Linked DNA regions of Mus musculus: region 1 is linked to region 2. Evidence: chromatin contacts called from public HiChIP or PLAC-seq data. All regions are on one chromosome and are shown on one strand. The core of a region is the stretch at or near the end of the contact, and the rest is flanking DNA. Distances in the headings are between cores, read along the strand shown. Region 1 overlaps Mapkapk2 (MAP kinase-activated protein kinase 2). Region 2 holds the start of Cd55 (CD55 molecule, decay accelerating factor for complement).

Region 1 (4,125 bases), core at 391-2,890, 600 kb before region 2:
AGATCTCCTGGAGGGCAGGTAAGGGGGTCAAAGGTGTACAACCAGAGTCTAGGGCCCCTGTTTTTAATCCTGTGCACAATTCCCACACCTCCCTCACTGACCCTACCTAAAACTTCCTCCCTGGGTTGTGGGCTCCATGACCTGATCCTGAACCCTGCATGCCTTTCAGGCCTCCTTGGCCTGTGTACCTTAGTTTGGAACACACATCTTTCGACCTTTTCTGCAAGAGCATTTCAGAGACACCATATAGGGCTGAGTCAAGGCACAGAATTGGTTCGAGGCTTAGCATGGGTATCATGGATTTCAGTTCCTTCCAGGTACACCTTCTCTCAATGCTGTGGTTTTTTTCTTTGTAGGAAAGTCCATCCCCCAGAGCGAAGGTCCTGAGCCCTTTGTTCTCCAGTGTCCTCTCTGCACTGTGGGAATGAGACCTTTCCCATGTGACCCTCCTGGCTGCCCAGCTCTTCCTCAGCTGGGGTGTGCTAGCAGCTTCCTGTCACCTCTCTGCCTGGATGGCTCAGGCCACCTCTCTTGTCTGTCTTTACTTAGCCATGTACTTGAGATCCGTGCATTCTTGCTTTTTCTCTCCAGTGTTCTGTATGCTACACTTGTCTACAAGTGTCTGTGGCACCTCATGGCCCCGCTCTTTGATGTTAACCCGCCCGCCTGCCTGCTATGAAGGCCTTCCATAGCTTCAATTAGTATTCATAACCAGTGAAGGTCTGATAACACTGGGTATACAGGAGGCCCTATCTCAAACAAAACCCCACTAAAACCTCTATACGTATTGTAAAAATCAAGGCTTCTCATAGTTATCCCTAATCTGCCCAACCTAGCCAAGTTTCTAGAGGATAAAACCTAATGAAGTTCATCTCAGTTACTTGTTTTCCTGTAAAATTTTAGTTTTCTCTAAGGATTGAGATTTTCCTAGTCTTTATCCAGTTGACTTCACCTGGAGGAGAGAGGCCTGCCTGCAGCAAGTGCATGCACCCACCTGTCCCACTGTGGAGGTGCAGGGGGGACACAGTTTAGATAGTAAGGCAGTTGCCACACTCCAGAAATTTTCCCTGGAGGAGAGAGCTTGAAAATACATTTACTACTAGGTGAAGGAAGAGAGAGGAGGGATTTGATTAAAGAAATCAAACTTTATTTCACCTGTGGAGAGAAGGCATCAGTATGGAAAGTGTTGGTTTTAGCTTAAGAGAAGAGAACCTTATGTAGAGCTTCTTTGTTTTTGTTGCGTTTATAAGCTGGTCTCTCTATAGTCCAGGCTGGCCTTGGACTTGCTATATTGCCCAGGCTGGCAGAGAACTCCTCCTGCCGGGCCACAAGTGCTGGGAGTATGGGTGTGGCACTACTGGACATGTATTTGCCAGGAAGGATGACCCCACTTCAGCTGGAACTGTTGAGTATGCTGGCCCTAACACTCCTGTCTGTGAGGTGGAACCTGACCCTCCCAGTGCCATGGACGAACCCCGGCTGTGGATAGCAGTGATCCTAAGACAGCTGTGTTCTTGGATCCCAAACCCAGTGTGCAGTCTACGGATCAACTTTCCTCAGAACGCTTGCCTGCACTGTCTGTTGTCTTTACGATTTTGTCTACTTTGGCATCGTGGCCTGAACGTGGGGCCCAACAGCTCCCCAGGGTGTTCATCTCTGATATCTATCTCCTGCCCTCGGATGTGGAGGCAGAGTGAGGGTGTGGGTTCCCCCATGGGATTCTTTTTACTTTTGTTCTGTACTGTGGTGGAGAATGGAAGAGAGACTTGAATTATGAATCTTTCCAGTGCCTGCCTCCGGTGGGTATCTGTCCTGCTGCACTAGCCTGGCATTTCCGATTGTCAGTCTGTTTTGGTTTTGATGTTCAGTGCCATGCGTGGTCTACAGTAGAAGTTCAGTCACTACTTGATTATGTGCACATGGAATTGGCCAGTGTCTCTTTCTGTTCCTCCTACAACATGGGAAAATAAAAATGCACACCCCGTGACCCCCACCCCCCACCCCAACCCCATACAAGCTTGTGCCATGCTCTCATTTGACCACAAGGTGGCAGTGTGACACAAAGCACATGGGAGATAGCTGTCTTCTTTGTGGGTTTCTGCTTGAGAAGTTGCCTCTTTGAAGCCACTTTGAGAAGTTTCAGCCTCTGACAGTTTCTTAGACTCTGAGTGATAGGGTGGAAAGACTTGGAATTTGTCTGTCAGGCCTGATGCAGGCTGTGGCTGTCATCCTAGGAGTTTAGCCTTGGGCAGGCTACTCTCTGAAATGGGTCAACGTGACTATAGCCTGAAAGCACATTAGTGTTATTGGTGGGGATTCCGAGCTTGTCTCTGGCTGTCTGACCCCACTTCCCAGACCTCAGCTCTCTTCTTGGTCTCCCTGCTTGTCCACATTGGCCTCATTCTAGTCAGTGCCCAGTCTCCACCTTATCGAAGGCCCCCCGCGCCTGCCTGCTGCCTGCTTGTCCGTCTGCTCTCTGGCCTGTTTCCCTGCCAGCTCAGACTGCAGAATGTCCAGAGCTGTTGGAGAGTGTGATGTATGGGTAGATCTGTTCAGGTCTTTGTCTTACAGATTTTGGCTTCTGTGCCCTGCATTGAGCAGGCATTCTAGTAAAAATGATAGCTGTTCCTACTGAGCACAGTTTAACCCTCATAGCATAGCTGTGAGCAAAAGTGGCTACTCCACTGTACAAAGCAGAGGTCTGTTAGGATGCCTTTGGTTCTAACAATGGAATTCTCCTAAAAGAGTTTAAACAATCAGGAACATTTTCCATTTATTTATTTGTTTTGCTTTGGAAGCAGGGTCACACTCCCTGGTTTCATTGAGGAGCCACAGTCGGCCCTGAATCCCCACTTTCTTGCCTTGTCTCCTGGTTGTGCCTGGCAGGAAACAGGCTGCTTGGTGATGTCCCAGGGATCCTGGGAGCTGCTGTCTCTCACTGGCTTCTCACTGCTCTGTGGCCAGACCCTTTACTGGGACCATGGTGACAGCATGCTCCTAGCTGCCAGGTGCTGGAGACAGTGTTGGTCCTGTGCTCTTTCTGTGATTGTCTCTCAGTAAATTGCCATCAAAGTTCTTCTGGGCCATTTGGACATTAGGCTTGTTCTTAAGCTAGTCAGTAGCTAAAGGGCGGAAACAAGTAGCTGGCTTAGACTGACCAGAATCCGGCCTTTTAAGGCTGATGAGGGTCCAGCTTGACTTCATGCTCCTGGACACCCAGTCCCAGGAGCAAGAAGGGACATGAGTGTGGCTCAAGGCTGCAACTCTGGCAAGCAGCAGGGTCCCAATCAGCATCGGGCTGACTCCAGAGACCACCGGGCTGAGTCTGCTATAGGTTTGAAGTTTCTGTCCCTGAGGATTCTGGAGTCGCTCCCTTTCTTGTCCTTGAAGTGGTTCCTTTTGTTCTGACTCCGTGGGACACTGTCCTCCAATACTTAACTGCTGCCTCTCCTTCTGTAGACTTCATGCTCTTAGCTGATGGAATGAGAGTTGTCTCAGCTTCCTGTTCAGGCTCTGGAGAGTCAAGCTGAAGTGTTGTGTTGAGTGATTAGAGTCATCTTAGGGTCCTGGAAGGGGAGAGGTTGGGGAAGATGCTGTGAGAGTGACCTTGGGGGGGGGAGAGAGAAAGGAGAGAGAGAGAGAGAGAGAGAGAGAGAGAGAGAGAGAGAGAGAGAGAAAGAAAAAGAAAGAAAACATTTGTAGTGTTGGTGGGGCCAGCTGTTTCTCGTAGCCCTGTGTCACTCAGGAGGTGTTGGCCTTGCAGATGCTCCAGGACTGTCCGAAGGCGCGCAGAGAGGTGGAGCTGCACTGGAGGGCCTCCCAGTGCCCACACATTGTGCACATCGTGGATGTCTATGAGAACCTGTATGCCGGGAGGAAGTGCCTGCTGATTGTCATGGAGTGGTAAGTAGCCTGCAGGGTTCTGACCATCCTATCCCCATGCCATGATGAGGTGCCTCTGCCTCTGCAGACAGCCCACTATGGATCTTGAAGCTTGGGATATCAGCATCTGGCTTCCTTTGGGGGCAGTGGAATGCGTGGGGGTGGGGTGACATGCTGGTTGACAGATCTTTCACTGTACCTTTTTTTTTTTTTTTTTTTCCTTTCAGTCTCGATGGTGGAGAG
Region 2 (4,543 bases), core at 1,419-3,918:
TGATAGCTCTTCCACCTCATGAAGAAATGGAACTGGAAAATGGTACATGCATAAAGCAAGTGGAATATAGAAAATCTGGGCCAGTGTCTTAGTCAGGGTTTCTATTCCTGCACAAACATCATGACCAAGAAACAAGTTGGGGAGGAAAGGGTTTATTCAGCTTACACTTCCAAACTGCTGTTCATCACCAAGGAAGTCAGGACTGGAACTCAAGCAGGACCTCCCCTCTTGATCACTAATTGAGAAAATGCCTTACAGCTGGATCTCTTGGAGGTGGATGCATTTCCCCAACTGAAACTACTTTCTCAGTGATAACTCCAGGTGTGTCAAGTTGACACAAAACTCGCCAGCACAGCCAGCACGTAAAATAAAATACCCTAAGTTATCAGCTTGAAGTTTTGTTTTTTTTTTTCTTAGTAATGTTCATATTTTAATCCACACCTTTTTAAAAATTAAGTAAATGCATCATGTGGTGTTGTTAAATCTTTCCCTCCTGGGTATTGTAAATATTTGGGTGGTGGCAAGCATTACGTAAGTGTCCACCCATTAATTCTTAAACTCATTTCTTTGGAAAAAACTTATTACTGAAAATAAAATACTTTAGAAAGTGACAGCTTAGACCAATTGGTGTTCCAAAATTGGGCGATAAGATAGGTTTTTGTTTGTTTGTTTGTTTTGTTTTTTTGTTTGTTTGTTGTTTTTACAGACAGGGTTTCTCTATGTAGCCTTGGATGTCCTCGAACTCACTCTGTAGACCAGCCTGGCCTGGAACTCAGAAATCCGCCTGCCTCTGCCTCCCAAGGGGTAGGATTAAAGGCGTGTGCAACCACTGCCTGGACAATAAGATAGTTTTGGACACTTGGCTGGGCTCACTGTTCTATCTAGCTATAAAGCTATGATCTTTATTTAACACACATGTAGAGAACTCTTTCAAGGGTTTATGAGTGCTCCCTATCTGATTTTGACTCAGCTAACTACAGCAGGGCAGAAAAAAGTAGTGAATGAGGTCACAGAGAGCTCTCAGGGAATAAATGAAGGTCCATGTGACACCACTTCTGTCACTGCTGGGCCCTGACATGCAAGTGGCACATAAGGAAGGAAGGGTCAAGTTTTTAACAACTATGAGAAGAAACACACTTGATAGTTATGAAACACTCTACCCTTGTGAGACTTAAACTTCAGGATGTTTTTAAGAAATGGCCCTATTGAGGCCAAGTTAACTTGGAACTTCAAAACCCAGGCTAGCCTTTAACCCAAAACCTCTTGCTCTACCTTCCAAGTTTACAGGCATGAGTCGCTAGGGTATGATGTCAACTCCAGAACCCTTAAATACTGTTAGATTTCAACAAACACCTATAAAGCAACCCTTTCCTGTAATCTCGGCAACAGGAAAACACGGTGCTTGGGTAACTAAGTAAGCAAGAATCAGAAGAAAACACTTGTTAAAAACCAGTTTGCTCTTCAAAAGCTCACACTAACCAATAAGGAACCACAAGAAAACTTTAGGAATGGTTATCAGTATATGACAAACACTCCCACAACTGGTCTACCATTGAAGGCTGAGTTTCTGGTGAGGGATTTCACCAGTTGGGTAAAACACCTATATAAAAAGGGAATTCATAGTGGGACACTGCTAACCAGACCCAGACACACAAAGGGGAGCACTTTGGGGCTTTTTACATGAGGGCCTGTGGCAACTTACCTCTGCTTCCTCCCACCTCGACCCTCCCGGTGGGGATTTGCAGGAGACACATGGTGTGGTACATGGCTCTTTACTCTGGATATCACACGCATGTGGGGCTTCATAAACCGGGTTGCACAGTGACCAGCCAATACCAAATAATCCTAATTCCTAGTGCTGTCCTCAAGAGAGGTTCAGTTTATTCCATGCACAGCTTCACCTTCTGCATTCTTTTCTTTCCTTTTCTTTTTCAATTAATTAATTTAATGCTCTGGTGTGATTCCAATGTGTGGATCGCTTTGTTTGTCACTGTTCTTCACACCACGAAATAAATCTTTTTCTTAAGCTCTACTATTTATTCCTGAATTCTATTTCATAGCAGGACTGAAATAATCCCAAAGTCGAATTCAGGTGGTATCCTTGGTCCATATCTATAACCAGGGCTAAGAAGGTGACTCCTCACCCAGATAGGGTCTGAAAAACCTCAGCCAAGCTCCCTAGATCTCTGCATATTGTTTGTGACCGGTTCTGGCAGGCTGATCCCTCCCTGTTTTCTTGGATCCTATCCTATTTTCTGTTTTGACACCATGGTGAGACCTAGGAGACACACTCTTGGTCAGCAGCTCCCACCCTCCCATCTGACATCTTCCAGCTGAAGCCACAGGGGTCCTGGGTGTTTCCCTATTTCTCAGCTCCCTCTGGCTCAGGAATTCCACCGCGCCTACCCTTCCCTTTGCAAGCACTCAGCACACCAGAGTTGGGAGTGTGGGTAGCTTTCTGCTGGAGCAGAGTGCTGACACAGAGTACTGGGGGAGTGAAGCGCCCTCCTTTAGAAGGTACTCCCCCAGACCCCAGACCCCACTCCCGCCGGACAACTAGGTCCCCTGGGTGAAGCTAGAGGCCAGGCACCCGCCCTCATTAATGAGGGAACGCCCTCTTGCACGCAGGCTGCCCCACCCAGGGTGACGAGGGCCCTGCCCCGCCCCGCCACAGCTGCTCAATTAACTGCGGCTCAAAACAGCTCCAGCCGCAGCCGGGCAAGGTCTCTTCTACCTGGGGCTATGATCCGTGGGCGGGCGCCTAGGACTCGGCCATCACCGCCGCCTCCGCTGCTGCCGTTGCTGTCGCTGTCTCTGTTGCTGCTGTCCCCAACTGTACGCGGTGAGTGGCCAATGCGCGACGACCGGCTGGCTGCCCGCCAGGGGGCGCATGCTCAGCAGACATTGTGTCCCAGTAACTGGGGGCTCCGCTGCTGGGTGCCGGCGGCCAGCGGGAGGGATGGGGGTGGAATGCTGGGCTATCTGGGCTGTGACTGGATCCCCTCCGCGATCAGAGACCGTGGCAACACCAAAAGGGAGGGTTGAGTGCGAATCTCCAACCCTGCTCCTGGCTCTTTTATTCTTAAGGTGGAAGCTAGATGGCTGGCCACCTGCGCCGGTGAGAGACTGGTCGCGAGCAGCTACCGGGTGTCTTATCTCGCGCCTTGCTCGCTGCAGTGTTCCTGTGGATATTAAGTAGATTCTGAACGACTCAAGGCGGGTGGGAATTTACTCCCTACTTAGTTTTTGTCTTGTGTTCACGAGAGTCCAAGCATTCCAAGTTCCTGAGGGGCAAGTTCAGCCCTGGCAGGAAGGTAAGAGCCATTGCTGCTTCTCTTGTTCCAGGTCTGGGGAAAGAAAGCTCCTTGCCAACTTCAGTTTTACACCTGCTCTTTTCTTCCTAGGAGACTGCGGCCCACCTCCAGACATTCCTAATGCCAGGCCAATCTTGGGCAGACACTCCAAGTTTGCTGAGCAAAGCAAAGTGGCATACTCGTGTAATAACGGCTTTAAACAAGTTCCAGACAAGTCAAACATAGTTGTCTGTCTTGAAAATGGCCAATGGTCGAGCCACGAAACATTCTGTGAGAGTAAGTTCTTCATTTCTCTTTCTGAAAAGTTTTGGGAATGTGGATCTCGTTGAGGTTATTTTTATGCCTCTTTGGAGTGACTGGTAATTGATAGTTTTCTAGCATTATTAAACCCCAGGGTATACATGTTGGCAGTTTACACTCGAGCTAATTGAAGGCGGTACTTCCTATGGCAAGTCCTGCTTCTTCATTAAGAGTTTTTCTTTCTATTGTACAGGCTAGTAGAGAAAAAAAATGATAGGTACTGTTTAGGGAGTAAATTATATGTGAATATATTTGGCAATTACCCTGAGACACACACCCTGGTGATCTGTCTTGTTCAACTCTATTTTGTTAAGTAATGGATACAAGTCTTGGGAGACATTTTGAGGTCTTACTTCAAAAAAAAAAAATCTGTTGTACATATAGCCCTATGTTATCTTTAAGATATAGTTTTAGGTTGTTCTGGCATATCATCTGAACATTATACTAGACGGTATGTGTACTGACCAGGGTTCTCTATGAAACCCATGGCTTTGTTCTTTTCTTATAAACCTCTATAGCATGTAAGTCTACTAACTACTGTTGGCAGTTAGAACACATTAGCCAGAAAGAGAGGAAGGTTCTCCAGGCTTAAGGCATTACTGTCTGCTATTTATGCTGTATATACATTGTGCACCACGGCTATGCTAATTTTCTTTTAAAAAATCAACATTAGATTACTGTATGTTGCTCAGTCTGGTCTCAACTCCTGGGATCAAAATCCTCCTGCCTCAGCCACTCAAGTAGCTTGAATTATAAGCCATGATACTTGCTTTTCTTTTTTTTCTTTTCTTTTCTTTTCTTTTCTTTTCTTTTCTTTTCTTTTCTTTTCTTTTCTTTCTTTCTTTCTTTCTTTCTCTCTCTCTCTCTCTCTCTCTTTCTTTCTTTTCTTTCTTTCTACAAATTATTATTAAAATTTTTGTTAGAAATTA

Evidence for each region. HiChIP or PLAC-seq counts read pairs in DNA pulled down with a chosen protein or histone mark.
Region 1: a contact with region 2 is called in an H3K4me3 HiChIP or PLAC-seq map of pro-B cells, with 9 times the contacts expected there. The contact joins the enhancer-like site here to the promoter of Cd55 in region 2. A contact is called at or near these places in 1 of 39 promoter capture datasets (pre-B cells), 1 of 15 datasets of contacts at CTCF or cohesin (large pre-B cells) and 5 of 115 datasets of contacts at active chromatin or transcription factors (embryonic stem cells, large pre-B cells, pancreatic cancer cells and 1 more).

What each region holds. Positions count from the first base shown.
Region 1 is chr1:131,058,401-131,062,525 of GRCm38.p6, reverse strand. It overlaps Mapkapk2 (MAP kinase-activated protein kinase 2), which reads left to right. Exons shown (of 10, transcript NM_008551.2): 2 at 3,764-3,903; 3 at 4,110-4,125. Among named protein-coding and RNA genes, the nearest start is that of Mapkapk2, 37 kb to the left of the region's middle. Within about 2 kb of position 1,640, at least 49 of the 459 cell types and tissues checked have an H3K27ac peak or open chromatin away from gene starts, as enhancers often do. A contact at or near this core is called in pre-B cells and pro-B cells, where this site is marked.
Region 2 is chr1:130,460,869-130,465,411 of GRCm38.p6, reverse strand. Cd55 (CD55 molecule, decay accelerating factor for complement) reads left to right here and starts at 2,668. Exons shown (of 10, transcript NM_010016.3): 1 at 2,668-2,842; 2 at 3,405-3,590. The coding sequence starts at 2,743.